Regions from separate parts of the Mus musculus genome. Here region 1 is linked to region 2. A link is a contact called in public Micro-C data. All regions are on one chromosome and are shown on one strand. Each heading gives the region's core, a stretch centred on a gene start, on an enhancer-like site or on the middle of the called end of the contact. The rest is flanking DNA. Distances are from core to core; before and after follow the strand shown.

Evidence for each region. A called contact is a pair of places that touch in the nucleus more often than the background predicts.
Region 1: a contact with region 2 is called in a Micro-C map of the G1E-ER4 cell line, with 3 times the contacts expected there. The contact joins the promoter of 4933404K13Rik here to the enhancer-like site in region 2. A contact is called at or near these places in 3 of 39 promoter capture datasets (the C10 cell line, embryonic stem cells and neutrophils), 3 of 15 datasets of contacts at CTCF or cohesin (the NIH/3T3 cell line, large pre-B cells and pro-B cells), 12 of 484 Hi-C or Micro-C datasets (the 63-12 cell line, B cells, the C10 cell line and 9 more) and 1 of 115 datasets of contacts at active chromatin or transcription factors (the 230-238 cell line).

What each region holds. Positions count from the first base shown.
Region 1 is chr10:43,823,926-43,828,241 of GRCm38.p6, reverse strand. 4933404K13Rik (RIKEN cDNA 4933404K13 gene) reads right to left here and starts at 2,335. Exons shown (of 3, transcript NR_131055.1): 1 at 2,256-2,335.
Region 2 is chr10:43,763,917-43,768,157 of GRCm38.p6, reverse strand. 1700027J07Rik (RIKEN cDNA 1700027J07 gene) reads right to left here. Exons shown (of 4, transcript NR_040581.2): 3 at 3,100-3,362; 4 at 2,322-2,431. Among named protein-coding and RNA genes, the nearest start is that of 1700027J07Rik, 20 kb to the right of the region's middle. Within about 2 kb of position 2,172, at least 38 of the 459 cell types and tissues checked have an H3K27ac peak or open chromatin away from gene starts, as enhancers often do. A contact at or near this core is called in B cells, the G1E-ER4 cell line, pre-B cells and 1 more, where this site is marked.

The sequences.
Region 1 (4,316 bases), core at 1,086-3,585, 60 kb before region 2:
ATAAGACAACATAGCCACATCGATGCTTTGAGAAACAGGACGGGCAAAAGTAGTGAGAAAAAAAAAAAAAAATACTGCCGATGAGCTCTGAAAAGAGCACCCACAGGAACAAACTTCCTGGTAGAGTCACACCTAGGGCCTTGTTATCTTCACTGTGGGCTAAAGAAAATCTCTATGTGAGCTCAACAAGCAAATTTGACACAGAATTGGAGAAGGATTATTCAAATTCCCCAGGATAAGGATTTTAGGGGTGCTTGGGTTCGAGGGTTCTACATTTCCTAATTTGGATCTTGGAATCTTATTGTTTAAGAAATGCCACCATTTGGATAAGGACTATCCCTCTCGCGTATCGAAGGCTTAACTCCTGGATGGTGACATTATAGAGTAGCCACTGCCTCACGAGGGGGTTAAAGCTATGAAGAAGCGGCTCAGTACAGGGTGGGCTCTTAGGAGGATGTAGTAGTTACTTTTCTGTTGCTGGGATAAAACCCTATGACCAAGGCGACTTATATAGAAGGAATTTATTTTGGCTCGTGGTTCCAGAGGGTCCACCGCGGTGGGGAAGAATGGCAGTGAGCAGCAGGCATGGCGGCAAGAGCTGGAAGCTGAGAGACCTCATCTACAGCAAGAATGAAACAGAACTTGAAGTGGGGCAAGTCTGTGAACACTCAAAGCCAACCTCCAGAGACCCGAGGCTTTGCCTCTGAAGCCACCTCAAACAGCGCCACCAGCTGGCGACGGAGCGTTACTGCCTGAGCCCTTTGGAGGAAGTGACCACTGGGAGGATGCTTTTTTTGAAGGGCACTTCTCTGTCACCCCGCTGGGGCCCAGATACTTGCAGAGAGCTATTCTGTTCCACCATGTGCTCCCACACTTTCTGTCACATGGCTTGTCTTACTAAAGCCCAGAATCCACCCAGCATCAGCCAAAATAAATATTTCCTCCTTTAAGTTTTCCCAGGGTTTTTTTTTTTTTTTTTTTTTTTTTTTTTTTTTTTTTGCTTTGTTTTATTTAATTTTTTTGTCACAGTGACAGGAAGCTAATTAACACAGGGTGTATACCATGATATGGTTGTTCTTTTGCAGTTCTGGCCATGAACCAACATGGTAGGTAAGTCTTAACACTGAGCTACATCCCCTAGCCAAGAACTATTTTAGAACCAAATAAAGCTGCAGGTGGTGTTTCTATTTAAATCGACAGCTAAGTACCCGTTTTCAGGCCTCCTCTGCTCACCTTGGTTGATCCCAGGAGGCCTTCTGACTTATCTCCGCGTTAGCCCATTTCACAGTGGATCCAGTGAACCGTGCTTCCTGCTCCTCTTGGTCAGCTCTAGTTCCTTCTTACGTTTTGGTATAAAGTTCTGAGTATTAAATATTCTGTCTTTGGGAGGGCTCGGGTGGGAGGCAGGGAAGCCTTTGAGTAGTGGGGCCTTCGATGAGGCTTTGGGCCCCTGGAAGTGCACCATTTAAGAGGATAAGTGAGCACTTAAGCCTGTCTTCCTTTCTTTTTGTCCCCTCACTGTGAATTGAACGGCTTCAGCATCTCCTCCTTCAGTGATCCTTCAGCCTTCCCACCTGAACATGGCTGAAATTTGTGAATCCACGAGCCAGCGAAACCTTTCCTCTTTATAAACTGATCACCTCTGGGGCTTGCTATAGTGGTTGAATGTTGAGTAACACAGCCCTCCTCTGGAGACTGATCCTGGGACTTCTTTCACCGGTAAAATACAGCGAAGTTCTTGAGAGTCTCAACACAGGCAAAAGATTCCCTGCTTTAGGGGTAGCTGGGCACACTCTAAAAAGATAAGCCACCATGACCATGAGAAGAGCAAGAGAAACTATAAGGACTGAGAGATCCCTGGCCCACTGCTTCCTGATATGTCCGTACTGTATATAAAGACACCATCTTGAGTGGCCCAGTCAGCTGCGGGAAATATTTAAAAGATGAACCCACAATGCTCTGCAGGGCCGGATCACGCTCCCGCGCTCCTGCCGGCTCGCCAACTCTGGCCAAGCAGGACCACACAGCTCCCTCCGGGCCATCTCTCCAGCGTCCCCAGTTCCTCTCACTACCACGCAATGCCCTACGCATCCCATGGTTGGTCATCTCAACACCTAATTATCCGGTAGAATCAAGACTCTCAAAGCTTAACCAAGCAGATTTATGTATCAATAGAATTACAATTTACAAGATGCCAATACAATAATTTCAGAGCCAATTGATAATGATAAAAGTCTTATTCCAATATTTCTAACCTTATGAAATCAAGGCTACTTGTGGCTGGAAAATAAAACTCGGGTATACGTCAGCAGCCATTTTGCTTCTCCTCCCCTCTGACAAACTCTGAGACTCTTAGCCCCGCCTCCCGTTCTCTGTCCAATCACAGGTCTCCCACTGCCCTAATGTGATTGGACAGGGAAAATCCTGAAACAAGCAAAGATTGGTCACACCTGCCAACCCATATTTTATGTGTTTAATCTTTTGACATTACAACACGGCATTTTCATCTACAAAGTTCATGCTAAAAAAAATCCTGCAATCGTGTTATGAACACATGCACACACACACATATGCCACATATACACACACATGCACACACGTGCGCGCACTCACACCACACATACACACGCACGCACGCACACACACAACACATACACACATGCACGCACACACACACACACACACCACACTCACACAGACACACACACTTTCAGCAAGTTTACAAGTTTCAATCAGACCACTTTCATCACACATACACACACACATACACCACATATACACACACATGCACACATGCATGTACACATTACACACCACACTCTCACATACATGCACACCAAACTTTCAGCAAGTTTACAAATTTTGATCAGACCACTCTCATAACTATGTTTGGCCCAGAGGCCGTGTCTGGACACACTTGTTTCTCAAATTATAGAATTATGAGTAAGTAAGTGATTATGGCCAAGGAAAACCAACACATCTTTCTCTACCAAGTCATTTCAGTTGCTTCCTTCCAGACTTAGGTCAAACCACCTTCTCGGACAACTTACCCAACAAACACCGTGAAAAATCACATTACCTTAGAATTTGATATGAAGTTTGGATTACACAAAGCCAGGCCTGTTCTTGTTCAGTTTTGTACGGTAAACTGGTTAATACTGACCACTGTAAAGTAAGCTCAGGGTTGGAGAGTAGTGTGCCCATTTTTTCAGATGAAAACACTGGGGCACAGTGACTAAGCAAAGGCAGCTGTGTAAAAGTACACTTCTGAAAGCTCTCCCTCTATTCCCTGACAGAACTGTGCTCTAAGCACTAAGTGGTTTTGGTTTTTTTTTTTTTTTTAAATGCAGATGTGGCAAAGAACATTGTACATGTATTTTAGGCAAGAAGGAAGGGGAACGATATTAAACTCAGACACAGTAACTACTGTATATGGTTAACAGGCACAGGACCAGTAAGGTCTTGTGGACATGGGCATGGTGATCAGGCTGAGTTTGTGACAGTGGACTTGTGGCGAGTTTGATTGAAGAATGGGTCTCCTCCCAGTGAGATGCTTCTGGGCTATTTGATTGATTTTTATCCCTTTTAATAATAATAATAATAATAATAATAATAATAATAATAATAATAATAATAATATCTGTCTAGGATCTCTTCCAACAAATCACATGTAGATGGCCAAAAGAGGCTGTCATAGAATAAAACATTTCAAAATATGTTTACTGGCTACTCAGAAAAACATGGGTTTCCTGGTAAATTTCATATTAGGAGAGCAATGAAAGACCTTTCCAGGAAGCATGAAGTTCTCAGGGGTAATTTAGTTATAAACATATTTCCTTAATGGGATACAATTTGATTTTCTCATTACCTTTCGACAAGAACAGTAAGACACTGGTGGTTTAGTCAGTGAGTCGTGAAGCTTTCTCAGATGTTCAGTCTTGTGGGGAACACAGCAGCTGCCACCATCCACCTTCATTTTGCTGATGGGACCCAGAGGGCATAGAGACTGTCTGAGATCACGTCAGCAGCAGGAAGCTGGCTTGGTCTCCAGGTGCCTCGATCAGGCTTATGTGTTTGCATACATTGATACTTTTTGTGGCTCATGTAGATGTCTAGCAGAATTCTTTCTTGCTCTGTGTCACAGACTGCCAAGGGCCCAGTGTTTTGGAAAGCGTGGTCCTTGCTATTAGTGCTCATTCAGGAAGCTCTTTAAAAACTAAGATGTGTTAGCAAGTCATTTGATTGAAGGACAGTCCCTTCTAGGGACAAGAGTTCTGCGATCTGAGAAACAGATATTTTGGAATTTTATTGTACCT
Region 2 (4,241 bases), core at 923-3,422:
CACTTGGTGGTGACGTCACGGTCGCGGTGGATGAACGGAGCCGAAGTGACAAGGAAAACTTCCTTTCCTCTGCTTGATACTCAGCTTCTCCTAGGCTTCCCCTTGTTCTTCTGGCTGGAGGCTGGCATTTAAAAATGGATGGAGTCCTGGGTACCCTGACCCCAGCAGCACATACCTGAGACAGAGAAGGTTAAATAGATATATGCTCCTTCCCAACCCGAAGTGATAGCTCTTCCTTTGCTTCCCTCCTCATCTTATCCTTCTCCACGTCAGGCACCATCACAAGCATTGAATCTGTCCCCATACCTGCACAACTCTTGGTCACCCAGCATATCCTTAATAAATGTTTGTTGACCTATGTTGCCTCTGGGAAATGATATGGAAGAGGGTGGCTGTCTCTTGTGATATCAATCAGCAAAGACACAGACATTCTAGCTTTCTTTAATCTGATTTACCGTCCCCAGGGCCTTGTGAATTGCCGTACCTCTGCTGAGTTGAACAAAAGTTCAATGCTTGTTCAATGCCTTCGGATGGTGGGCTAGAAGGGGGGGGGGGCATGTCGAAGCATTTGAGAACCATTATTAAAAGTGGGTTTTGAAAAACTCTAAGCCTACAGATGAGTACAGTGCCATGGACCACCCCAGCTGGGTATGGGGGTCCCTGGAATGTGGGTTCTCGAGGCCAGGTAGGTAAGGAATCGGCAGTGACAAACAGAAACAAACACAGATGCAGTTTGAATCTGAGTGTATTTTGCAGCTCTCAAGCAGAGGATTTTATACATTAAAAAAAAAAACATTACATCTCTTAGAAACTATATCCAGTGAAACAATCACAAATACCAATAAAATTCATTTGACACAGTAAAGCAAAAAAATCATCCAAGCATTACAACTCTGAAACTATGTATTCAGTGAATCACAAACAAAACAGGTAACATCATTATTAATATAAGTCATCAAAATATAACAATTTTAAAAGGATGTATTCAATGGGGGCAATTGTCCAAGGCTAGTGGCATATTTACAGGAGCAGATTAATAAATCTTTATGGTCAGTGCTCTTAACTGCTGAGCTAACTCTCCAGCCCCATATAGTCAGTTATTATTTAACATCTAATGCCTGATTTTTTAAATAAATCTTCAATGCATAAATTTAAACTATTTTAATTCTTCCTAATTAAGGCTTTCTTTACCATACCAAAAACTCACCTCTGATGACACATGTGTAGCCATATGAAATTTTATTGTTGGGAAAGTTTTTATAATCATAGTTTTGTAAATGATTTAGAAAGTAAAGCGTTGGTTTCCCTGGGGATAAGGTCATGTTAGTGTCCCCATCTCTAGGGATGGTTTCTTACCCATTATTCTTGCTTAAGATCTTGGCCTAGGCTACCTGGAACATGAAAATAAGAAAAAGGAATATGAGAAAACAAAAGAAATCGATTGTCATAAGAACTATGGCTCAATAATTTTTCTCCAGTGAAGAGTTCCACAACCAGTTCCAGGAGACTCCCCCTTTTGAGGTCAGTCGCCTCAGTCTGTGGAACTTGTCACACAGATCCTACTGGAGGTGGTGTGGCAGTACAGAAATAGGCAGCTACTAGGGTTAACTAGTTCTTTCCTTCTGTCATGTAGCTATTCCTGACTGTCTGTCAGCCTCTCACCTGCCTCACAGGTTCCAAGCAAAACCAGCAAGTATGGCGATGTCCATCTGTGACAGGAAAAGGACAGTTTCTTAGGAGCAAGCGGCCCTGCTGAGAGTCTCGGTGAAGATCCTTTTCCTCCACAACCAATGGTCACTCCTACCAGTCGTGGGCAGTGGGTGGAGCCTCGGTGATTGACTGGCCTCATCCATTGGGCTTTACATTGAGCTGGGATCACATTACCCATGCCATGAGTAGAGGATCCCTTAGGGAGGCCACTAGCAGAGTCAGCTCCAGAAGGGCTGGAGGGAAGCCATTAGGATAAGCTTCATAAACAAGAATGCAAAATAGAATGTAAGAATAAACATGTGTAATGTGCTCTATTGGCCTCGGCTTGTCTTTATGTTGCAAAGCCAAAAACTTCACAGTATCTGGTGTCTGCAGGTCACCGTGAGATTAGCCTGGTCTAGAATTTAGAAGTGAAGCACACAGTTGTGTTGGGTGAAAGAGGAGAGACAGCTTATGAAGAGCCTTGCTGAGCAAAGCGGGGTTCCTCAAACTAAAGGAAACCTGGCTGCCTCTGTGGGTTCCTGATAGGGACGTGTGGAGGAAGAGCGGTATTGGGGAAAAGGCTTGGCCGAATTGATCCAGCAATGATAATAGTTCAGAAAGTTCAAATTCATGTAAATGCTCTTTATTTTGATGGCAAGCCTAAGGCACAGAACCTGGAGGGAAGCAGTTTTTTCTTTAAATCTGTATTAAGGAAGGCTGGCCTACCCAGGACTGAGACCTGCAATAGAGAATTAGCACATACATTCCAGATTATTCCAGCGGAACATAGAGTCTATTTGAACTTTGCTAAAGCAATGTGAAATATTTTTTTTCCTTTCTGGTGAGTCTGGGTTTCCAAAGGGCCAGGAAAAAAACAAATAATTTTCTCCACCCAGCACAAATAAGGTTCCCAATGCTCACTGTAGCTCACTTCAGGAAGTACGCCCTGGCCCTCCCTTTCCTCTTGCTTTTTAAACTGCTTTATCACAATCTGTCCCTGGCAGGACCTTTTGGCCTCCAGGCAACCCAGAGAACTGCTAAGCCCCATGGGAAGCACAGATGCCCTGGGCCTCTCTCAGTTCCTTCCTCTTCAGTCTTAGTTTATGGCCCATTAGCCCACTAGGATTCAATGTAGGGCTAAATTCCCCACATCCTGCCACCCTCTGGGATGGGTCTTCCAGGGCAGAAGCCTCATTTGAAAGCAATTGTACCAATTTTGTAGATGCAAAAACACATACATTAAGGATTTACCTAGACTGTATGGTGGCAAGTGGGTTGGGTGTGGGTTCACCAATAATTCAATTGCTGCATAAGATACAGAGCAGAGAGGCCAGGTATGGTGGGACCAGCCTGTTAATCCCAGAATTTTAGAGACTAAAACAAGATGATAACAAATTGGAGACCAACCTGGGGTAGATAGCAAGTTCCAGGTCAGCCTAGACTGCCTAGTGATACCACGTCCAAAGAAGCCAGAAGAACATAGCAGAAAGAGAAGCAATCTGGAGTTCTCACCAGCTGTTGGAAACACATATTCTTACAGTAATCCTCCAGTTTGCCTCTTCTGCCCTAGTGCCGTTGTGAGCTGTAGACAGCAATGGCTCCTTCTTGCTCCCATTGAGCTGGTAGGGGGTTCCAAGTCATCGGTGAGTCAGTCCCACTAGTGCAGAGGGCTGGAGTACAGATAAAGGAAGCATCAATGGTCCAGCCTGGGGAGTGAAGGGCACGGCTCACAAGCCCCTGCTCCCAGCTGAAGGGCTATGGGACAGTTGATAGCTTCTGAGAAGAACTCAGGTTTTTGTTTTGTTTTCTATGTGAAGGATGCTTTGCCTGCAGGTATGTCTGTGCACCAAGAGTGTGCATGGTTGCAAGAAGGCATAGCCAGAACCCCTGGAGCTGGAATTGCAGCTGTGAGCCACCATGTAGATGCTAGGACTCAAGCCTGAGTCCTCTTGAAGAGCAGCCAGTACTCTTAAGTTCAGAGCCATCTCTTAACCTTGAGTCAATACTTTTATTTTTAGAGAATTATTTATTTATTTTACATATACTCACCTTTTTACATATACTCACATCTATACAGTGTGAGTACACTGTAGCTGTCTTCAGACATGCCAGAAGAGGGCATCAGATCCCATTACACACAGTTGCAAGCCACCATGTGGTTGCTGGGAATTGAACTCAGGACCTCTGGAAGAGTAGTCAGTGCTCTTAACCACTGAGCCATCTCTCCAGCCCTGAGTCCACGCTGTTATTTTTAATATTGAAGTGTTTGTTTGTTTGTTTAATCTCCCATTGCACTCCATTTCCCAGCCCATGTCCTGGAATATGGCCCTTGACAGCCAATCCAAATGTGTCTTTTTGTCCCACACTCACCATTTCAAGACAGGTAAACCTCTCTGCCTCGGTTAAGAATTTCTCAAATTCTCATGGTACGCCAGCAATTCTAGCATTTTGGAGGCCAAGGCAGGAGAATCACCATAAGTTTAAGTCCAGTCTGGCTGATAGACAGAGCTCTAGGCCTACCAGAGCTACAAAAATTTGGTCTGAAAAAA